2 separate regions of the Mus musculus genome follow, and region 1 is linked to region 2. Evidence: chromatin contacts called from public HiChIP or PLAC-seq data. All regions are on one chromosome and are shown on one strand. Each heading gives the region's core, a stretch centred on a gene start, on an enhancer-like site or on the middle of the called end of the contact. The rest is flanking DNA. Distances are from core to core; before and after follow the strand shown.

Region 1 (4,591 bases), core at 1,519-4,018, 390 kb after region 2:
TTCCCCAGTCTTCCCTCTCCTTTCTCCCTGCCCTCCCCCTCCCCTCCCCCAAGAAAAAAATCACAATGAAAAATGGCCTGACAAGTTAACAAATTTTTAGACTGTTCCCAGTCGAGAGAGGGGATAGCCAAAGGCAGAAATATTTTGTTTCTAGTTAAATTCTCATAAAAAGGACCTTGCACAATTCCTGACATAAAAACAAAGCATCTCTCCATTCTTTTTTTTTTTCCAAACCTTTCCTCAAATGTCAAAATTTGGGAATGACACCTCACTCCACTCGTACCAGCTGCAGTGACTTAAGCGGAAGGGTCTCTCAGCTCCATGAACTAGTGTTTCCGCTAAAGCTTTGTTAGCTGATCTAACGGCAATGACTTTCCAATAGACATGCCCTGAATCATTGATCACTGTGTCCTCTTCTTGTTTGCATTGGAACACTGTTCAATTTACACCAATTAAAGAATGCTTGGCTTGGATATTGAAGAATAATTAAGGCATGCAAATTCCCCAAAGGCTTCTAAAAATGACATCTGACTGGAATGTTGATCAGGGCATGAAAGCAGCATTAGTATTTAGTCTGACTGATATACAAAATCATTACAACATCTCTCCAGGAAGAGTGACATTGGGTCAATGTAGGTACTTGCCTGGCCGCCCTAAACAAATTTGACAAGTCTAATTTTAAGTAATTGCTCAGAGTTTAGTGGCAGGCTCTGTCCCCATAAGGGCAGCTGTCTGGACCACATCTTGTAATTGAGCTGTGTCTTTAAACTATATGCATCAGCCCAGTGTGCCTGTGCACTATCAGGGAAGGTCAAGGGCTAGTGACATAGTGTGTCCTCTTCAAATTTCACAGGAGGACTTCACGGTCCCTGCTAGACAGCCTTGCTCTGTCTCATCCACTCTAGGAAAAATTGAGCTGTGTAGGCAGATGGGGCTCTAGAGTTCCCAGAGAAACCACCACATAGTATAACTCTGGATTATCTGCAGCTCTGGGGCCTGGGTAGACATGCAGGGTCTTCAACCCCACCTGGTCCTCCTATATTAGGAGGCTAAGACCCTGCAGGAGTGATGAGCAAGCACTTGCCACATCTCTGAAACCTTTCCATGTATATCAGCCACTAAAGTAAATCCACAGATCTTTCTTCTCTGTGGTGAAATTGGGGACCCAGCATAGTAGGTCATTTGCCCAACTGAGGGCGCAAAGCTCAAATGGGAGTGAACACTGAGGTTAATGGCTCATTTTCTTTTATTTTCTTCAAGTTGATGCACCTTTCATCTATGCTGTGTGTGTGTGTGTGTGTGTGTGTGTGTGTGTGTGTGTGTGTGTGTGTGTGTGTGTGTTATATGTTGCATGCATATGAGTGTGCCAGCATGTGTGCCCATGTACAGATATATGGCGACCACTGAAGATGTCTGGTATCGCCTGTGTGGCTCCCCACCTTCTTGCCTTCAGTCAGGGTCTGTCTCTGAGTCAGACAGTGACTTTTTAAGTGGGTTCTGTTTTGTAAGGGATTTGAACTCTGAACTCACACTCACAAGCTTGTGTTCCTTTTCACGGAGCCGTCGTCTCCCTAACTGCTGCAACTTAAAAAAACTTAATCTTAGATTCACAATTTAGTGAAAATGAGTCAGCATTCAGCTGAATTTTGAGACCTCGCTGTTCCCCTGTTTGTCATTTTGCCCACTGTTCATCCCTGGGAAACACATTGGGCTCAGGGTCTGTGCGGATGGTAGCTGCTTCTTGTCTTCAGGCTATCAGAACTGAGCAGCCTAAGCCCAGGGAAATGGACCAACCACTGGACCAGCTATAAAGGAAATTGGATGGCTTCAGAGGCCCCTCTTTAGTCCATGGCTACCATTGTCTGTAGTCTCTGTATGATCTGATGGACAAAAACCTGCAACCCCTGTGCATGGAGTACAAAGGAGAGACATCAGATCCACTGATAATTGGCATGGTTTAACAAAGTTATCATGGGATCCTTGGAGACCTCTGGATAGTCCCTGCCAACTATATTAAAAGTAAGTGACCCAGAAGGTGGGTGTAAGAAAGTAATTTTTGGATAAAATCAGATAAAAGGGGGTTTCCAATGAGATGGGAGGGATGCAAACACGATCTGAGATACTAACCAAATGGCAGGTTTGAGGTTTAATTTTTCTTCTTAATCTTTTTCCTTTGGAAATAATTGTATCTTTTTTGCAGTCCATTCCAGCCTGCCAACCCTTGAGCTACATGTAGTCTGTATTTGTCAAACTATGAGTGAGCAGATCAAGCCAAAGATGAAAAATAAGGACAATCTCCCATGAGATCTGTGTCAGGATGCCCCTTCCCCAGAGATGCAAAAGCTGTGTAGCTGAGTCCCTGGAGTCCACTTGAGTGGATGAAGCCACCACCCAATACTCCCTTTTCCACCCTGGCTACTCCTCAAATGGCTTCCCTTCCTTTCTTCCTCTCTCTCTCTCTCTCTCTCTCTCTCTCTCTCTCTCCCTCTCTCTCTCCCTCTCTGCCATGCAGAGCACTAGGCCTTTCTCAGACACTTCATCCCCGCTCTGGGCACGATGAGGAGTGAAATGTGCCTCTGAATAGAGAAGAGAAGACAGGGTGGATTAATGGCAGAAGAGTAACACAGCCCTCGCAGAACAAAACGAGGGTGACCCGGACGAAACAAAGCGCCACAATAGATCATTTCTGAGAAGTCACCCGGCAGCTTTGAAACCACAGGCTGCGTGCTCCGGGGCAGTGAGTGTCACATCCATGGCTTTCAGGAGGCATGAATGGACGGGAACAGTAACTCTTTTTCATGCCTCTTTCAGAGGGCTTGTCGGTGGAGAAGGATTTACCATTCAATTCCCATACTTTTATGTGGGAAATTAGGAATTTGCCCCTTTAAAAGAAATTGCCTTTTAAACTCTTCATAAATTGTGGCGGTTTTATAGATTTACCCAAACTTCTTCTTCCTTCATGTCCTTCCACTTATATATCATTTTTAAATATTCATAAATACAGAGAGAGAGAGAGGGAGAGAGAGAGAGAGAGAGAGAGAGAGAGAGAGAGAGAGAGAGAGAGAAAACTCTCTTCTCCTCTTTGCTCAAAAATCTATTCAAGGCATGTCCCCGCAATAGAGACATTTCAACTTTCTGTCCCATGCCCAGTTGGATTCCCCCCCCCCCCATGGCTGTGTTATTTCACCATTTTTCATGAAACACTCAAACTCTTTTGCAAAAAAAAAAAAAAAAGTCACTAGGGGAACTACATAGGTGGCAAGTGCTAGGCAGAGCTGGTGAGATGAAAACCGACCAGGTCACTCACTCACCCTCAGCAATGACGTAGAGTTCTGTGCGCTTCCCTCGCCAGCCCCGGCACAGGGATTGTCCGGTAAAAACACTCAAGCTTTTCTAGGAGTGGGTTGTATACCTTATTTCCAGCCACCTTGGTCCAACACTGGGCCTCCCTACCTGGCTGTTTGCTTCCCAGAAGCCCACAGTGTTTGGCCATATTAATCTCATTAACCTTCCCGATCAGTTTCAACAGCAGTGAAGACTTGAGAACGTGGAGTTCCTGGCAGAGAAGTTGAGCCTTGGCTCCCTGCCAGTACATTTGAACATTTGATCTGGCTCCCCAGGCCCCTTCCAGAGCCTTTTTTTTTTCCATAGGAAGAAAGCACAAACAAGAAAGCCTTGCCATACGAAATGCAGCCATGTGTGACTCCAAGCTTGGCCCCCCCTCCCTTCTCTTGCCAGAATGTTCCTAGTCCCCGGTCCTTAGAGCAGAGGGAGCAGCTGAGATGATGATGCCTGCCTTTCTCTGGGGTCGGTCGGTCGACCATGCAGCACCTTGGGCACAGTCCCCCAAACGGAGCAGCCTTTAGGCAAGAGATGGAAAGAGGAGAGGGTTGGGGGAGGGGAGCAGAAGGCCTTCCTCATCAGCAGGTCTATAAGGCCAGACGAGGTGATGGGGGCTTCGAAATACTTCCTCCTGTGCAAATGCTGACAGTGGACCTCTGTTCTTTCAGGTTTCCTAGATTAGAAAAACAAAAACAAAGAAGGCTCTAAATCAGTGGTTCTCAACCTGTGGGTCTCGACCCTTTCACAGGGGTCGCCTAACACCATCAAAGACAACCAAGATTTGCATTAAAATTCATAACCGTAGCAAAATCACAGTTATAAAGTAGCAACAAAATAATTTTATGATTAAGGGGGGGGGGTCACTAAAGCATGAGGAACTGTATTAAAAGTTTGCAACATTAAGAAGGTTGAGAACCACTGCTCTAAATAGACTTGACTGGAATGAATTCAGACCCTGACATCACTTCTCTGGTTTTTAATAAAAAAAAAAAAATCAATTTTCTATTTCAGAGGGCATTAACAAGCTGAGAATGAAGGGCCCAGGACTGACTGCATCACACTCTGAACCTGGAGATGGAACTAGCTCCTTCCCTGTTGATAATCATGTCAAAAGAGATATACTACTGCTTCTTGATTTTAATTTAATTTTCTTTATATAGTGTGCATGTGTCTGGGCAAGTGTGTGAGCACATGTGTATGAAGGTGCCCACAGAAGGCACAGAGTACATTAGATCCCTCTGAGCTGTGG
Region 2 (4,062 bases), core at 634-3,133:
CTACTGTGATCCTAAAGCCTGAGATGGGTGCTGGGAGCAGAGCTAAGCCAGTCCCTGTCTCTGGGTATCTATCCATCCATCCACCCATGGCACTTCCATCCATGGTCAGGTGTCCGCTGCTCAGCATAAATTATTGATGGGCAATCTCGTTCTAGAAAATGGTTATAAGAAATACAAAATGCAAGACCAAGTTCAGGTGGGCTATCTCTGACCACTTGGCTAGAGATAACACCTTCCTCACAATGAGTTTGCTACGTAGAATGACGAATACACTGTCAGTTCGGGGCCGTCAATATAAACAGAGAGCAAGAAAGAACCAGCAGCATTGGGGTCACTTCAGGCTGTAGTTGGAATGGTTGTTCATAAGGAAACTAAATGTGTAGTTAACTCGCGGTGTTTAGGTAAATGCAGGCTATTTCAGTGCTTTCATATGAAAAAATTTGACAGTTAACAAGCCCCAAGAATTTATTTTTATGTCTTTGGTTTTGTTTTGAGCGAGCGAGAGAGGAAAAAAGTCCCTTCTATAGATCACAAGCTAGCTTCGAGTCCACCATTTAGGCCTGTCTACCCTCAGATCTACAATAGTCCTGCACCAGCCTCCATAATGTTAGCATCATGGGTCAGGCTTTCCAATCATGCTTTAAATCTAGGAACTTTCCCAAATCACCCTCAAAAACGTATACACACACACTCATAAAAAGTTACCCGCAATATGACACAAATACTTCCCACTGCGTTTCAGTCACACCATTCTCTTCTTGCAACTTTGTTTCTACCAAATTCTAATTTCTCACAATCAGATGGGGGGAAGAGGGGGACGTAGGCTTTTTCCGGAAAGGGTAAGGGAAAAAGGGAATGCTTCCTCCTGGCTCCAGAACTCACGGCCTCCAGAGCAGCACAAGGTTTCCGGAGACTGTGCCAAGTGATTCCCCGTAAGCAGGGGTCGGTTAATACAGGTCCATTCCTCATTTAGACAGGCAGCAGAGGCAAAAGGTGGGGGGTGGGGGTGGAAGCAGCAGGCAGCAAGCACTGTCTTCCTCAAATACTCAGTAATAAATTGTTCCTTGCACAGAGCACAAGGCGGATTTTTCTTTCCTACGTTTCTTCCCTCCTTTGCTGGGACGCCAATGAGAGGCTGGCTTTCCCACCTGGCCCTGGCTGCCTGTGCCCATAAATTTGCCTATGCAATGCCTGTTTACGGGTCGCTGATGGAACATGGAGACGGTGCATTTTGCAAGCACTGGGTAGATAATCATGGTAATTGATGTTTGGAGCTGTGAGCTCCTAGGAGCACAGGGTCTCTTTCTCCCAGTGAGGCCCTGCTCTCTGTTATCAGTCCAGCCCATAATTAAATATCACTCTTTTACAATATGTTTCAGGCTCCTTAATGAGTCTAAAGCAGAAAGAGTCACCTCTTTCCCCTCGGAGCTTTATTTGCTTGTCATTAAACAATGTTATTGAGCTGCCTTCTTTCCCTCTGTTACCAAACCCGCATCATTTCCGTTTTATAATTGCACAATTAGAGTCAAGGCTTCACTTTCATACATCAGCAGGCCCTGAGTGTGTGTGTGTGTGTGTGTGTGTGTGTGTGTGTGTGTGTGTGTGCATGTGTGCACAAGTGTGTGCGTTGGGCGAGGGGGCATGTGTCTGTGTGTGTGTGTGTGCGTGTGTGTTTATGTGAACAAGAGAGAGAGAGAGAGAGAGAGAGAGAGAGAGAGAGAGAGAGAGAGAGAGAGAGAGAGAGAGAGAGAGAAGGAAATCAGGTGTTCCTATAGACCACTCAAATGCATCTTATTTTCAGTAACGGCTCTGTTTTGCAAAGCAGGAAGCAATCTACAGTGAGTCATTTTCTTCTATCAGACACCTCCACTAACCAACACTCTGACTTTCGCGGTGACCTTGTGCTGTGGAGCCCAAGGTCCAATGTGCTCATTGTTACTGGCTTGCATAATCCCATGCCCCTCCCCCATGTCTTTTTTTTTTTTTTTTTTTTTTTTTTTTGTCTACCCCAAGCAAAATCCAGTCATTTATATTCAGAGGCTAAATGGCCTTCTTTTTGCCCCCAAAGCTGGCAAGCTGTATAAGACCAGTATTTCCCTCTAACAAATTTCCAAAGAGTTCCTCCTTTTACACACGCGTCTCCCTCCTTTCACAAACACACACACACACACACACACACACACACACACACACACACTTCTCCAGGCACACACTGGCGTGCACCCCACCCCCTCCCCCCACCCCCAAGCGGCTCTAAGCAGTGCATTAAGAATCTGAAGAAAATCCATTCCCACTCTGCTGCGTCGCTTTCTTCTCAAGTCGTGAACCCATCACAGACTTTGCCTAGCTCTGGGTTGCCACGGTGAAGATTTACAATGCCGGTTATTCATACAACTGCCTTCTCCCCCCCACCCCACCCCCCACAGCCCCCCTTCCCCGTTCTTCGTAAATCCCTTCTGCGAGGGCAACCTTGATACTGAGACTCGTAAAATTCACGCAGGCTTATCATCCTTGGTGAAGGCTCCAGGCTGCCTTCTACATCCCCTGCCAGCTCTCTCGCCATGAACGCTGTGTGGGCCACAGACTTTTATCTTCCCAATGTGTGGGGACTTGGGGGTTGGGGGGGGGGAGCCGAGAGGGATCACTACCTAAAACATAAAAGAACGCACACGGGGACACCCTTCGCCACACACACACCTAAAATAAAATCAATGTTTCACCCATCATTTATTAATTTTTTAAATTACGTTTTGGTCTCTGATGTCCACCATTCACTGGATGTGGGAACGTTGAATTTAAAAGTGACCCGAGTTTGAATACAGACCTCTTAGGGTGTTCGTTGATGAGCACCGCATGATGACAGCATAGACCATGTTCACTCTGCACACAGAAATCTCACTACCTTCTTTTTCTCTTAATTTTGACTACTCCCCACCCTCAGTGAATACAGAGAAGGGGAAAGTACCAATCTTAAGAGTGAAGGTGTTTGTTGAACGACTGCCTTAATCTAGCCAAGTGGTGTATGTATTTGTGAGCTCAGTAAAAGTAAAAGATTTTTTTTATTTAAGAGATAAAATAAATGATATTCTATAATTAAAAAGAAATTTTAATCATAGAAAGTTTCTCCCCATCTAAAAGTAGATTACCCTTATGGTAACATAGTACAGAACTATGTCTTAAATATCACCAAAAATGTTTATGTGATGTTTTCTAAATATTTATAATGTGCTATAATAGCAGGTTAGAACTGGGTACGTGTTCGCCTGAAACCCTTTTTATAAAATTTACAACTTTATTTTTAGCACATTGAAATACAAGCTTGTCTTATGGCTATGCTTTTTTTTTTAACCTTCTTTTTACTTCTCAAGAATGAAAACTTATGATCTATTTACATTTTTTCATGCATGGCCTTGTTTCCTGCAAAATTTCCTTATTCAAAATCAATGGCAATCCATGAATATTAAATAGAAAATATATAAAAAATACAGAGTTCACAAATTTTGTATTGCATGCCATTCTGAGTGGCATAGCAAAATCATGCTACCTCATCTCACCTCCGGCCCCCAGAACGAGAATCTGTCCCTTATTCAGTGTATCCACACAGAAGACATTACCCATCCATTAGTTGCTTACCATCCATATTAATTATCAGATCAACTAGCGTATTGTCACAGTGCTCATAGCATCTATCTCACTTATCAATGGTGCTAAGGTATGAGAGTAGTCATTCTGATAAGTTCATCCAAACTTATTGTCCTAATAAGTTCAGATGTATAACGTTGTAGTTGTTATAGGTGTCGGAGAAGAACTGAGCCAGGTACCTTTATGTTGTGCCCAGTTTAGAAATTAAGGTCTAACCTAGGTAAACAGCATAGCCAATCTAGATGATGCAGGGGACTTCTTTTTTCATAAGTTCTGTGCTTTGGGCTATTATTTGTATATTCAGGATGTGGCTACCTCCTTCACATTCGAATAATGCTATGTCTTCTGCTCTTTCTATAGGTCCTCTATAAGCCCTGTAGGTGCATAGTCCACTGAGCAAACAGACTGGGCCACCTAGAG

Evidence for each region. HiChIP or PLAC-seq counts read pairs in DNA pulled down with a chosen protein or histone mark.
Region 1: an H3K4me3 HiChIP or PLAC-seq map of embryonic midbrain shows a contact between it and region 2, with 4 times the contacts expected there. The contact joins two enhancer-like sites. A contact is called at or near these places in 1 of 484 Hi-C or Micro-C datasets (brain), 5 of 115 datasets of contacts at active chromatin or transcription factors (differentiating embryonic stem cells, embryonic basal ganglia, embryonic hindbrain and 2 more) and 1 of 9 other capture datasets (embryonic tail).

Annotation. Positions count from the first base shown.
Region 1 is chr1:42,626,338-42,630,928 of GRCm38.p6, forward strand. It overlaps Gm30248 (a long non-coding RNA gene), which reads right to left. Exons shown (of 3, transcript XR_373380.2): 2 at 3,312-4,015. Among named protein-coding and RNA genes, the nearest start is that of Gm30248, 11 kb to the right of the region's middle. Within about 2 kb of position 2,769, at least 35 of the 459 cell types and tissues checked have an H3K27ac peak or open chromatin away from gene starts, as enhancers often do.
Region 2 is chr1:42,241,683-42,245,744 of GRCm38.p6, forward strand. No RefSeq gene overlaps it. Among named protein-coding and RNA genes, the nearest start is that of Gm28175, 14 kb to the right of the region's middle. Within about 2 kb of position 1,884, at least 53 of the 459 cell types and tissues checked have an H3K27ac peak or open chromatin away from gene starts, as enhancers often do.